2 separate regions of the Canis lupus genome follow, and region 2 is linked to region 1. Evidence: chromatin contacts called from public Hi-C data. All regions are on one chromosome and are shown on one strand. Each heading gives the region's core, a stretch centred on a gene start, on an enhancer-like site or on the middle of the called end of the contact. The rest is flanking DNA. Distances are from core to core; before and after follow the strand shown. Region 1 overlaps IKZF1 (DNA-binding protein Ikaros). Region 2 has its middle 35 kb from the start of FIGNL1.

The links. A called contact is a pair of places that touch in the nucleus more often than the background predicts.
Region 2: a Hi-C map of blood shows a contact between it and region 1, with 1.7 times the contacts expected there. The contact joins two enhancer-like sites.

Annotation. Positions count from the first base shown.
Region 1 is chr18:1,882,529-1,889,499 of UU_Cfam_GSD_1.0, reverse strand. All of the region lies in intron 3 of IKZF1 (DNA-binding protein Ikaros), which reads right to left. Among named protein-coding and RNA genes, the nearest start is that of IKZF1, 59 kb to the right of the region's middle. Within about 2 kb of position 3,384, at least 2 of the 20 cell types and tissues checked have an H3K27ac peak or open chromatin away from gene starts, as enhancers often do. A contact at or near this core is called in blood, where this site is marked.
Region 2 is chr18:1,920,887-1,927,857 of UU_Cfam_GSD_1.0, reverse strand. No RefSeq gene overlaps it. Among named protein-coding and RNA genes, the nearest start is that of FIGNL1, 35 kb to the left of the region's middle. Within about 2 kb of position 4,182, at least 3 of the 20 cell types and tissues checked have an H3K27ac peak or open chromatin away from gene starts, as enhancers often do. A contact at or near this core is called in blood, where this site is marked.

The DNA.
Region 1 (6,971 bases), core at 2,135-4,634:
GACACGCTGGTCTCAAAATTGCAATCTAACAGACATAAACGTCAAGTCCCCTAAGTTAAAATACACTTAAAAAACAAAAAAACACAAACTCAGGATGGGGGCGGTGTCGGCCTCACTCATTTAAAGGTGAAAAGGGTTTTGGGGGTTTTGGCTCAATTAGTGATGTGGCTGGAAAAAGGAAAAAAAAACAGAAGACGTAGCCTTGGAGTCCAGCACTGGGTGCAGGTCGTACGTGTCCTTTGAAAAGGACAAGCACAGTGTGAAGCGGTCAGAAGGAAGGAAGGACGTCAGTGAGGTCTGGACACTCCGCGGGCGTCCACGGGGCTGGACAAGCTCAGAGAAACAATTGCGGGGCTGAGAGGAGGAGGCTGGACGGGAGAGCGGGAGGCCAGGGCGGCCCTGCGCAGTGCGGCACGGCGGTGGCACCGGGGGGCAGGCTCCTTCTGCGGCCGGGCAGGTGGCCTCTCGCTCATGGAACCCGAGGGGGCGGTGGGGGCGGCGTCTGCAGACGTTTGTGTCTGTTCGACCACCTTCTGCATCTGCACGTGTCAGGGAGGACTCGTGAGGCCTGTCCAGTGCTGCGCTCCTGGGCCTGTTACGGTGAATCCCACCAGCCTGCAGAAGCCGAGGGCACCAGAGGCTGCTCCACCTAACGAAGGGCTCACGGCAGATGACTGACTTCATTGAAGCCGTCTACCTCCCGGCCTGGGACCTGGCAAGATTCCTCCTCTATCCCCTTGAGAAAGGCCAGCTGCGGCAGGACGCATCCTCCCGTCCTTCGTCATTGGTCTTCCTGAATGGCCCACGTCCACCTGCCCAGTCGGTTCCATGAAACAGCGGGTCTCCCCGTGTTTGTGTTCACTGTACTGCGGTCGGGCCTTCGGATGATGTTTCTGAGCCAACCGGGGCTCACGGTGACTGGCTGTGCCCTCCCTGGATTCCTAAACCCCTCCCCCGCTCCATCTTCACGGAGCTGGAACTGCTTAGGCGACCATCGTGTCTAGGAGATGCTAGGCTCTAGCTCAGTGTGGGGATTCTACTCATAAATATTTTGCAACTCCATCCATCCACCACTTAGAAAAATGTTGAACTCAGTATAATACTGAATTGAAGCGATTAAATATAGAACATGAGCTGAGACTCCGGCGCTTCTCCACCCCCGAACGCTCTGGCTCAGGCCTAACCTTGCGGCTCTTCTGCCGCCGACTACCGGGAGTGCACGGACAGGGGCCCCATTTCATTATTTAATAAATGAGGCTTATATTAAGAGCGGATGTCTTCGAATCTGGAAGAGTCAAGGCTACTTTCCTTCTCAGATGCGGTTTTCCATGAGGAAAAAATCAAAGTATTCTTGTTACATAACGTAGAGGCTGCCTATGTTATCAGTAACACAGCAGACCTAAGAGAGACCCCCAGGTCCCTACGGCCAGGTGGAGCTCAGCCCATAGACAAGTTTGGCACTTGGAGAGTCTGGAGAGTCCAGGGAGCTCAGGGTCAGTGGGGCCGAGGGGCCTCCATGTGCTGCCAAGCACTGCACGAACTCATGAATGATTAAACCATTTTAATGCATAGATATAAAGTGCCCTGGCAGTCCCCCCGGCAGATGGGCTGCGCTTCCTCCCCGTGCTCCGTGCCCTTCTGGAATACATCTTCCTGTTTACTGGTAAGGTAAAAGTTGGGCCCTCTGACTGTGCTTTTCCACGGAGAAGACATTCTGGAATCATCCCTAGAGTATGAGTTTAAGCCACTACCTATCGAGCCTCGAGGGCTCCCTACCATGAACGAAAAAAAAAGGGAGACAGAAATATTTCTGCAACCAGTGACTAGCAAGCAAAACTCAAAAAAGGGAATGAACCACACTGACAAGGGGTCTTGAATGAGCGTAATTAAATTAAAATTTAAGATGAAGAGGCAGTCTGTAGATGTTTTTCTGCTGCCTCTAAGAGAGATTTAGGAGAACTTTTAAGCATCTTTAAGCTCATAAAGCAACTTGTTATAACTTCTATCATTTAAAACATAGAGGTTTGAGGGGGGGCGCGTGGGTGGCTCAGTCCGTTAAGGGTCTGACTCTTGATCTTGGCTCAGGTCATGGTCTCAGAGTCATGAATTCAAGACCCGTGTGGGTGCCACATCCAACAAAAACCAAAAAAAACAAAGAAAAAAAGCCCCAATAAAACGTAGGGGTATTTTTCTTGTGAAGATGCACGATGAGGCACATTTTTATCATTCTTTGATACCTTTGGCCTCTAAATGCAAAGAAGTCAGAGGCAGAGGAGGAGGAGTCTGACAAGGTCATGACTTACAAGCACGTGTATGTTTTCCTCAGGTGACTAGGAACAGAAACTGGGATGGAGGAGGTAGCAGGGTCAGACAGGTCATGTCTTTAATTTTCATAGAAGGAAAACAGACGAGGAGGGGTGACTGGGGCAATTCTCCACCCTGCGCAGCAGGCGGCGGTGTCGGCGCAGGGCAGCTGGGTTGCTGGGGGCGGGGGAGGCGGGAAGTCCTCCAGGTGCACAGCCCTCTGTGCAGGGGGGAGGGGGAGGGTATTCACAGTCTGGGGAGCTGGGAGGGGGTGGGGAGGAAGGAGAAGCCATTTGCATAAACGTCTAGACTGGCATCTATCAAAACATGTATCATCGACCTTATAAAATCTGCACGTAGCACGTATGTTTACGTGAGCACATCACCGAATGCTTGCCCCGGAACCTCCCTCGGGTTTAGTGAAAACATCTCAGAATGTGTTTTCTGACTTGTAAGTGCATCTGACTTCTCAACCTCGCAGCAGCGTGAGGGCTCACCTCCAAACCTCTCTGTCCTGGCACCTTTGTGTTTTATGGGATTGTATGAGCACCCACACGCACATACGTGCACATATGGACACGTATACCCGCATCCGCGTCTCCCAGAGATAAATCCCAAGCTCTTGTTTCCAAGTTGAACCAAAGGAAGCTTGGTTAGAGAAAGATCTCGACGACGTTCACGTCCTGGGAAAGCAATCACCAATCTGGGTTGTTGCTAAATCCTTTAGACGTCAAATAGTTTTGATGAGCAGGATGTCAGAAGACTACTTTTACCGTTACTGACACCTTTTGGGGTTGTGCCTGGATCAGCAACTGCTGCGGTGTTAACGAGCACACCCTGTTTGCTGGTGTTGCTTTACAGCAGCGAGGAATTTACTAGTGCAGGCTCGGAGGCCGTCGGTCCAAAGGAGGCGACCAATTCAGGTTCCTTTAAATATTTTAAAGCATTTTTAAGAAATGTTTAAAAAGCACATTCTAGTCCCTAAAATGCTCCCTCCAAGCCGCTGCCCTCACCTATCTATGGGTTCTCATCTCCCCAGACCTAAAAATGAAATCAACATCTGCTTTTGGTTTTAACAGCTCAGATCAGGAACGTCCTGTGCGCACCAGGCACTAATGTGTGTGCTCGGGCAGCGAGGTACCGCACCGCAGCCTAACGGCCCCGAGCCCCGGGATGTTTCTCTTCTCGGTTCTGAAATTAATACCTCAGAGCAACAGAAGGAGAGTGTGTATCTTCCTCCCGTCCCACAGATTTGCAAAAGTCATTGTGCGAATACGTTGGGCTGTCTCATGGGGAGAGGAAGTCTGGCCATCCCCACGCTCACTCGCAAGGGGACACTCAGCGTGGTAAGGGCAGGGCTGATGACCGGCTTTGGCAGAGCAACAATTCAGTGCTTGCGTCCCTTCTACCCCTATTACCCCACAGCCACAATGAAAGGCATGATCCACAGTGCACCTTCCAACGGTCCCAAGGGTTACACATGCACTTTACTGGGTCAGCAATGCCCTGGACGGCAGACATGGAATGGCCAGGATGGGGAGAATCATGCATTCACAATATTTACACCATGGAAATGGAGTATGGAATGGATACGTGTTTCTGTTTTCCAGAAGCAAGGCATATACTTACGGGAGAAAGATTTGGGAATTAGTGCGTGAAAATCCCTAAAGCCATCGGCCCCATATACAACTGCAATTAAGAAGGAGAAAAGAAAGCTGGCTTTTGATAGTGTTCACGAGATAGAGTAAGCATCTAAAAACAAGGGTTGGGAAAAAAAAATTAAAAAAAAAATAAAAACAAGGGCCAGGGATCCCTGGGTGGCCCAGGGTGTGGTCCTGGAGATCCAGATTGAGTTCCGCATCGGGCTCCCTGCTTGGAGACTGCTTCTCCCTCTGCCTGTGTCTCTCATGAATAAATAAATAAAATCTTAAAAAATAAAAAATAAAAATAAATAAAAACAAGGGTCATCTTTTTTTTTTTAATTTTTTTTTTATTTATTTATTTATGATAGTCACAGAGAGAGAGAGAGGCAGAGACACAGGCAGAGGGAGAAGCAGGCTCCATGCACCGGGAGCCCGATGTGGGATTCGATCCCGGGTCTCCAGGATCGCGCCCTGGGCCAAAGGCAGGCACCAAACCGCTGCGCCACCCAGGGATCCCCATCTTTTTTTTTTTTTTAAAGAAAGTATTATTGCTCAAAATCATTAGTTAGCCACTAATCCGCTAATGCTGAGCCTTCACTCAGGCACCTGGAAAGTAACCCAGGGGTGCCAGGAGCAGGGCCGTGACACGCAGAGGTCTGAGCTCCCGGCACGTTTGCACAAGCTCTGCTGTGCTGCGCATCCTAGGGCTGGTAGCCGAGAACACACGCTGGAGCCGCGAGGAGGTTTTGGGCAGGACTGGTGGGCACGGACCCTAGGTCTGGGCACCGCGGCACAGCTTGTCCCAGGACAGCGCGCATCTTCACAAAAGCAGTGTGTTTCTTGCCGGGCTGAATTGTGCGGCAAACGTTCTTTATTTTCAACATTTCTTAGAAAGTGTTCGTAGAGCATCAGAAATGTTCTCACGACCCACTGAGTGGGGGAAAAATGAGTGTTTTTCCCTCGCTCAAGAAGAGCTATCAATGTCTGTGGGTATTCCTTATCAGCCGCCTTCGTAAATGTTATCAGCGCCTTGAATCTCCAAGTTCTTGTTCTGTTTTTATAGGTCAGAGCTTCCCACCATGTGCCGAGACCTGGAGGCTTAGCAGATACCGCCCACGTGCACACATGCAGCCGTGCGTGCATGCACACACATGCACCGAGTGTGCTCCCCAAGGGTGGCGTCCCCATGTCTATCGGAGCTGTGAGCACGGCGTAGCTGCAACTAAACTTGTTGGGCCACCCCCTGAATTAGTGGAGGGGGGACGCCCCCCATCCCCCAGTGTCTCCAAGAAACAGACCTTGCTAAAACTGCGGCGAGCTTCCAAACTTCCCCGGTCACAGAGCCTCCCTGCTCTCCCAGGAAAAGTCCATTAAAACAGTGGGCGGCGTTTGGGAGAGGCTCACAAAGCTGTTCCTGGAAGCGACCCCCTTAATTATGTCCTAACCACCCCTCAGGCCTCCTGACTCATGCCGCCCGTGACCGTCTGCACCTAACGGAGGCGGTCACTACCGTGCTGCCCCTCAAACGGGCAGGTGAGCGGCCGCTTGCTGGGCGCACCTGAGCTCGGCGTCCGCGGCCAGCCAGTGAGGAGATGCCAGTTTCACAGTGACCTTGGCGCTGACCTCCAACTTGTCAGGTCAACTTCTCCAAGGCCCGTGTCTGTACGCACCGGGCTGGCCCATCCACCTAACGGGAGAGGGGGCAAAGTCTTGCCTTTTAAAAAGGAGGGCATGACAACACTGGGTCTCAGACTGATTAAGTGTTGAATCGGACACTGTCGCACGCCCTGAGATGCTGCTCAGATGGGTCGGGAAGCTCGGCTTCCCTTGGCGCCCGCGCAGCTGCACAGGCCACGGGTGGTCCGCATTGTGATGAACACAGTGGCGCGAGGTGTTCACGGTCACTGTAACTCGTGAGTTCAGGAGCAGAGGGATTCGAGAGGCACACTAGTTACCAACTGTCTGGTGGTGGAAAATGTTGACTTGCCTGGGGCTTGGGTCACCCCAGGGAAAACCCTGAAATCCAGGACACGACACGGCACCTCGTGAGCACTGAATGCTCATCGTTTGCGGGAGAATCCGTTCCCTGCCTACCATCATTCAAATGGACACTCTGAGTTTTGTCCTTCATCCTTGATTCCCTAAGATGGACAAAAAGCTTAAAAAACAAAACACGGCTGTAGCTACAGAGCTGTTCTAATCCCCTAAGAAAGGTGAGCCGATAGGAATTGGCTCTTGGTCACGCACCACACATATTCATGCACAACTAACTCCTTGGTCTGGGAGAAAAACACAGCATCCATGGATGGTAGTTGTGCACAACAGGAACGTGGGAAACTCACCCTGTCCTGTCCTGTCCTGTCCTAGCTGGTCCTACCCCATCCTGTCCTGTCCTGTCCTAGCTGGTCCTACCCCATCCTGTCCAGCCGTGTCCTACCTGGTCTACCCCATCCTGTCCTGTCCTGTCCTAGCTGGTCCTACCCCATCCTTTCTGTCTTGTCCTGTCCTAGCTGGTCCTACCCCATCCTGTCCTGTCCTGTCTGGTCCTACCCCATCCTTTCTGTCCTGTCCTGTCCTGTTCATTTGGGAGGAATTTTTATTCGACAAACTGTCCTAATATTTTCAAAGAAAATGCCGTCAATGGCTTGGATTCTGAATTCTGTTCAGACTGTGATGCTGATGAACATTCTGGAAAAAAAAAAAAAAAAGATAAAATGCCCACAAACCACACTTCACTTTGCATTTGGTCGTGCACCTGAATTTCTCATGCTCTTGTCACCTTAGGGAGAGGTGAAAACAGACCTGAGATTCTTCAAAACAGGAGGAGGAAGTCTGTTCCACTTTGAAGTCAAAGAAGGATGCGGACAATTTTTTGGGGACGGTAAACACATGTAGATTTGTATTTAGGAGAAGCTAGCAAGAGGCTGGGGTCTGGCCTTTAAATCCTATTAGCCTGTTGGGCCCGGTCGGGTTATTAACATCCTAGTGACCTGGGTAAGTGTGGTCTGTGGTGACCTTGTGGGG
Region 2 (6,971 bases), core at 2,933-5,432, 38 kb before region 1:
GATCAAAAGATACAAACTTCCAGTTATAAAGTAAGTCAGTCACACGGGTGTTGGGTGTCGGGGTGTCAGTGTCGTGTGCGGCATGGAGACCATAGTTAACAACATTGTATCTCACAGCTGAGAGTTTGGAAGAGGGCAGATCTTAAAAGTTCTTGGGCAGCCCTGGTGGCTCAGCGGTTTAGCGCCGCCTTCCGCCCAGGGCGTGATCCTGGGAACCCAGGATCGGGTCCCACATCGGGCTCCCTGCATGGAGCCTGCTTCTCCCTCTGCCTGAGTCTCTGCCTCTCTCTCTGTGTGTGTCTCTCATGAATAAATAAATAAAATCTTAAAAAAAATTAAAGTTCTTGCCACAGAAGATAAATTGTACAGCGAGGGATACAAGATACGACTGAGTCTGAACTGAAAAGTCTGGGTACTGAAAAATGTGAAAAATGTGAATAATACCTAACAGCAACCAGTCGTGGGAAACTTCTTGGAAAATAAAAAATAATTTATTAGCGTAACTGGTATCTTTCCTCTTCCCTTAAGTGCCCCATAACGCAGTAGACAGATTATTAAGAAGTTGTATTACCTCCATGTCGGGGTATTGCTTTTGCTTTGTTATGATCAATTGTGTCATCCTGGGGATCCGGGGTCCGTGAATGCTGTGTGACTTGGGGGAAATGACCCCTCCTGTCTGGCCCTCCTGTCGGTAGGTGTGATGGGACCTTGCAAGGATCACAAGGGCACCATGTCTGGTGTCCAATACCAACTCAGCGCATTTCTTTCCTTCTCTAACTGCCTCTCCCCGCTGTGTTTTACGGCTGGTCTGATGGTGTTTTTCACCAAGGCCCAAAATAAAAAGGAAATATGGAAATGGTGCACCACTTCTTTCCAAATGTTGACACAGATGCGCAGGACCTCAATCTGTTCTGAACCATCCAGGCCCCACATCAGGTGCTATGTCTCCACATCCAGTGGAAGCATAGGCTGAGGAGGCGTGTCCTGCCTCTTTTTTCCCCTGCCATAAAGGGAATGAGACACCCCAATCTCAACTCTGAAATGCCCCTGCTACACCCCTGCTGGCAGCGGAGACCTGTCCCCCAAACAATTCCATTTTCATGGGAAGACTGACTTCCAGAAGGCAGGGGACAGCCCATAGGACCACCCTTCTATGGCACGGACACCCATCTGTTCCATGGGGGGCCCAGGGCACACCCTCTGGGGCCGGGGGCCTATGTTCTCACCATGGCTTCCCCAAGGCACAGAGCCACACGTATGTCTCCATCCACTGCCCAGGATGCTAAGGGCCACCCGGCAGGGTGATGGGAGCACAGGGGAAGCACACGGGGCCCCCAGCACAGGGCGTGGTGTTGCAGGAATAGCCTTGCTGGGCAGTGGTCTAGACCACTGGGGCGCGGCCAGGGGTGGGGGTGCTGGTCCTTGAGCAGGGACCCGCTGGGTGTTGTTGCCAGGCCTTCCCAGAGCTGTGCACACACTGACAAAAAAAAATGGGGTGGTGGGGATTTAGGAGAGTTCAGTCCATTTGTGGGAATCCGGATTAAAGAAACTATACTCCATTCCTGGGGACTTTCAAATGCTACGTGAAGCGTGGCGCTCTGGGAAGGGGCAGGAGTGTGTGGCTTTTCCCCAACTGCTCTGTCCCATTCTTCCTTTTGAATTATGCATAATGGGCGGTAGGAAGTAGGGCTCAGGGGTGACTCTCTGTGACCTTGAAAAAGTCACTCTGCTTCCCTGGCCTTGGTTTCACTACCTGAAACTGATGCTCACACCCATCTCTGCCCTTCCTCCCGAGCAGCCTGGCATCTCCAGGACCAGGACGGGGCTCATTTCCCACCCCTCTCCAGGCCCCTGCTTAGCGTGGGTGCTGAGAGGGTCCTTCGGGGGCAGAAGTTGACTCCCCTCCTCCTGCTTCGCCACCCCGCAGGGGGCTGGCCAAAGGCCGCAGGCCCCGAAAGCTGTCCCGGGACACTCCAGCCAAACTCTGGGCCACGGACTTCCTCAAACACCACCTCCCGGGTTCGAGCCTCTGCACCTGGACTCATGCTGTCCCTTTGCCTTAGATTTTCTCTCCGCCTTTCTTCACCCCAGTGACCCCTTCTGTCTTGCCACTCCCCAGTGTCCTTGCCAATTTTCTGCCTGCTGGATCTGCCTGGTTCTGGGCCTTCGAGTGCAGCTCTGGGTTCATCTCTTCCCTCTTGCATTTCTATGCGTTGAGCCTCACGTATTTTGATGCTGTTGTTAGACACGTACATACACATTCAGGCGCGGCTACCTCTTCTTGGAGGATGGACTCTATCATTAGGCAAGGCCCCTCTTTGTCCCTGACAACTGCCCTGGCTCTGAACTCAGTTCTGTCTGAAGTTTTAATATAGCCACTCCTGCTTTCTTTGGATTAGTGCTAACCTGGAGTCCTCTCCACACCTTTCCTTTTAGCTTATGTATCTTTATATTTGATGGGGCTTTCTTGTGGACATCATACAGCTGGGGCTTGTTTGCAGATCCACTCTGACAACCTCTGTGCTTTAATTGGTGCGTTTATGATTTTTTTAAGATTTAATTAATTAATTAATTTATTTATTTATTGAGAGAGCCAGAGAGTTCACAAGTAGGGGGAAGGGCAGAGGGAGAAGGAGAATCTCAAGTAGACTCCCTGTTGAGCTCAGAGCCTGATGCAGGGCTTGATCCCATAACCCTGAGATCATGATCTGAGCCAAAATCAAGAGTCAGACACCTAACTGACTGAGCCACCAGGTACCCCCTTTAACTGGGGCATTTAGACCAATGGTGCTTAAATACTGATAAAATTGGATTCGTGTCTACTACTCTCCTACTGCTTCCCATATATTGGGTTGCTTTACTTCCTACTTCGCCTTCCAATTCAATTACTGTCGGAGTCTGACGTACCCGCCTGACTGAGGCTTTGATGTCGATCTTTCGTCTTTGATGGGCGATCTGGCGTCTTTCTGTCTTCTTTCTTTCTTATTTCTTCTGTTCTTCTTTCTCTTCTTATTTATTTGTCTTGTCTACTTTCTTTCTTCTTTTCTCTCTCCTCCACTCTTCCCCTCCCTTCCCCTCCTCGGCTCCTTTTCTCTTCCCTTTTGTCTTCCACTCTTTCTGCCTTCTCTGGTTTTAACTGGATATTTTGCATGACTCTGCTTCTTCTCCTCTCTGCCTCTCCAGATTTTACTGAGATGCACTTGGTCCGGGGACCCCAGCCGGCCTGCCTTTCTGTCTTCTTACTCCATACAGCAGCTTCCCCTCAGGACCGCTCAGCTTGTCCCCTGGATGGGACCTCCCACCCCTGCAAGGGCCCAAATGCCAGAATGCAGACGGGACCCTCCTGGAGAGCCTCAGGGAGCCAGGGAGCCTGGGGCCTGGGTCCCATTGCCTCATGCCTGTCTCCAAGGAGAGTGATGCTGGCCCTGAGGCAAGTGGAGAGATGGGAGGAGGCTTCGGAAGGAAGAGTTGTGGGGTAGTCTAGGTCATCACCTCAGGCAAGATAAGACCTTAGGGAGCCCAGGGAGCAGAACTGAAGGTCTATTCCACAAGGCACACACCATTCCTGGAGCTGGGAGTGTCTGACTTTGCTGTGGGGAGTCTGGGGATGATGGAGGCGAGACTTCTGCCCTCCAGAAGCTCAGTCTAATGGAGGAGGTGGGCACTTGACCCACCGTACCATGAAAGCCCCCACGGATTCCAGGAACCCAGAGATCTGGTCTTGAGAAAGTTCCAAAACCCAGCTCGGTACAGTGAGCTCAGCCTTGTCACATGACTCATCCAGCAGTGATGACGCTGCAGGGACCATATGGAGTCAGGTGATGGCAAAGCTAGAAGCCTTCCCGGAGGGAGTGGACTTGCAGCCTAGACCAGCTTCCATGACCTCTCAGGGCAGCAGACCTCCCTGAACTCACACTGCATATAAACGTGCAGCCGGCTTCCCACTGGCTGGCAACCCTCGGTTCTGAAGAGGCATCCTGATGTTTTCAGGGATGGGACCTGGGTGTGGGCAGGGGTGGCCACGGCAGGCCTTGTGAGGGGCAGGGCCCAGAGGGAGGAGGCCCTGAAAGGGGAATCAGATGAGGGCCCCCAAACCACAGACCCTCCTTGCTGTGGGGCCCGGCCCGCCCTCACCCACAGGAAGAGGGAGGGAGATGTGATGAGGAAGCTGCCACAGGTGCCGGGCGGGCTGAGATGCCCCGGAGGTGATGCCACCGCAGGGTCGGGGCCAGCAGGCTTCTGGAGTGCCTGGGCCCCTCCTGCTGGGCGTGGGCCTGAGTGCGTGAGCCCAGGGCACCCAGGGAGAGGCCCCTCGCGCGGGCGGCCCAGGGACGGGCAGTGCGGCAGGGAGGCCTGGGGCTGACCCCTGAAGGGACAGACAGGACATCTCGGGACAATTCACACGCTCAATGTCACATCTAGTTGGTTTGACAAAACATGGGAAAGAAGAAGTGAAATTTGTTAGCTGTACCGAGATCCATGCAGTTCACTTGAGGGGACAGTTTTGGTACCAAATTATCCCTGTTATGCAAATTTCCTCCCCAACCGGCTGGTTCCCAGTTGTGCACAGGGACCTCGGGGGCTGCATCTGCTTCCCGTGGTGCCGACTCACCGGGTGGCCGCAGCCCAGCTGCTGCCGGGGCGGGGGGACGGCAGCCAGGGGCCCAGGCACGGTGTCCGCCTCGCCGCTGACCTCGGCCTGGCCGAGGGGCGAACAGAGCGAGGGGACGTCCCACGAGGTCTGAGCCTGCCCCCAAGGGAAGCGCTGCCCAGACCCCGGCACCTCGCAAGTGGCGGGTCCAAGCTGAGGCGCCCGGCCCCGGGTTAGGGGCTCCTCCAGGGTCCCCGGGAGTGCCCGGACCCCCAGCCTGCGGCTTTTCCTCCAGCCTGTTGTCGCCGCTGCCCGGACCTGGTGGTGGCCTGGCCTCTGCACAGAGAAGGTCCGGGTGCCGCTCACAGCTGACTTGCCTCTTGGGGCCCGGCTCTCATCACCCACCCCTGCCCCCCGCTCCCCAGACAGGTGGCTCACCTGTCACTTTCCTTAGAGTCGGCCATCGCATGCTGGGGCCGTGCAGAGCTCAAACCTGCTCACCTGTTCCTGCCGCCCGTTGGCTTCAGTGCACCCCAACCTCTCTGGCCTCTCTGGGCTCTGTGGTCCAATGGCTCGTCTGGGCTCTGAGACCATTAGTGCCTCTAGGGGCAATGGCCGGGAGCCCCAGGAGATGGTCCCACCCTGGCTGCCATGGCCGTGGCCACTGCCGCACTCACCGGGCACCACTTCCCACGGTTCTGGAAGCTGCACATGTGAGGCCAGGCTCGGCCTGAGGACCCTCTTTTGGGGTCATGGCTTTGCCCTGGATCCTCGAGGACAAGGATCTCTTTGGGGCCCCTTTCGGGAGGCACTGGTCCCACTCCTGAAGGCTGCTGGGATTTCCAAGCATGGCTTAGAGGGAACACAAAGACTCAGGCCAGGGCAGGCACTGAGGGCGGTCCATGTCCTGTTGACACCGAGGATGTGGCAGTTAGTACATTAAAAAAAAAAGGGATCCCGGGGGGCTCAGCGGTTGAGCATCTGCCTTCGGCCCAGGGCGTGACCCCGGGGTCCCAGGATCGAGTTCCAAGTCGGCCTCCCCGCATGGAGCCTGCTTCTCCCTCTGTCTGGGTCTCTGCCTCTCTCTCTGTGTCTGTGTCTCTCATGAATAAATAAATAAAATCTTAAAAAAAAAAAAAAAGAAATCCCAGGGGCCCTGGGGGACTCAGTTGGTTAATCCCCTGACTCTTGATTTCAGCTCAGGTCATGACCTGAGTCCAGCCCCACGTCAGGCTCTCTGGGTCCAGCCCCACATCAGGCTCTCTGCTCAGTAGGGAGTCTGCTCCAGGACTCTCCCTCTCCCTCCGCCCACCCCCCTTTCTCAAATAAATAAATAAATCTTTATTTTTTTTTTTTAAGATTTTATTTATTTATTCATGATAGTCACACAGAGAGAGACAGAGAGGCAGAGACACAGGCAGAGGGAGAAGCAGGCTCCATGCACCGGGAGCCCGACGTGGGATTCGATCCCGGGTCTCCAGGATCGTGCCCCGGGCCAAAGGCAGGCGCCAAACCGCTGCGCCACCCAGGGATCCCAAATAAATAAATCTTTAAAAAAAAAATCCCAAACCACCCTGTTCATGGAAATCTCCTTCTAGTGGCAAGAACCCAAGGCCTCACCTCTTTGCTTCCATCTCCGCTGGATTCCCCCCCAAGGTCAGCAGCTTGACCCCCTGCTGGGTCCTCCCTGCCTCCCACTGCATCTCCCCTCCAAGCTCGAGGGGCTCCCTGTCGCCTGCATGGTCACCTCTTCACAGTCTCCTGGAGGCAGGAGCTGAGCACGTTTCCTTTAGCTCTGCTGCGGTGTGCGGCCTGCTGGGTGGCCCATCCCGTGTCCCCGCTGGGGCTCAGTGTTTCTGGGGGTGTGCGGACGGAGGTGCTGCCTGCATCCAGGGAGCACGCTGCTCTGCTGCAGGCCAAGGGGCTGGCGAGCCTGCGGTGGCCGCTCACTAGGCTGTGTCCTCCAATCTAGGCTTTATGGGTAACGTAGCAATTTATTTTGGTTTTCCATTCTCTGATCCCCTTGTCTCTCAGTTGTTTCAGACTCAAGAGGGGGAAGAGAGAGTCATTGATTGTTCTTCCTCCCTCAAAAAAAAAAAAAAAAATAAAGAAAAAAAAAAGGAAAAAAGGTTTGGGCAGAGGAAGAAGGTTAATCTGTAAACTGTGTGGGGAGAAACAGGATGAGGACACGGCTTCGCGGGTCCCAGGCCTGCTGGGTGGGCTCCATGCAGCCCTCCAGCTCCAGGATGGTCAGGCGCGGGCCTCCAGAAGCTGCACTTTTAACGACCACCCAGCTGATTGGGAGCTGCATTCAGAAAACCAGGGTTTGGAAGCATTGGCACCAGCGTCCTGGAGCAGGCGGGGACTGGGGATTTGGATT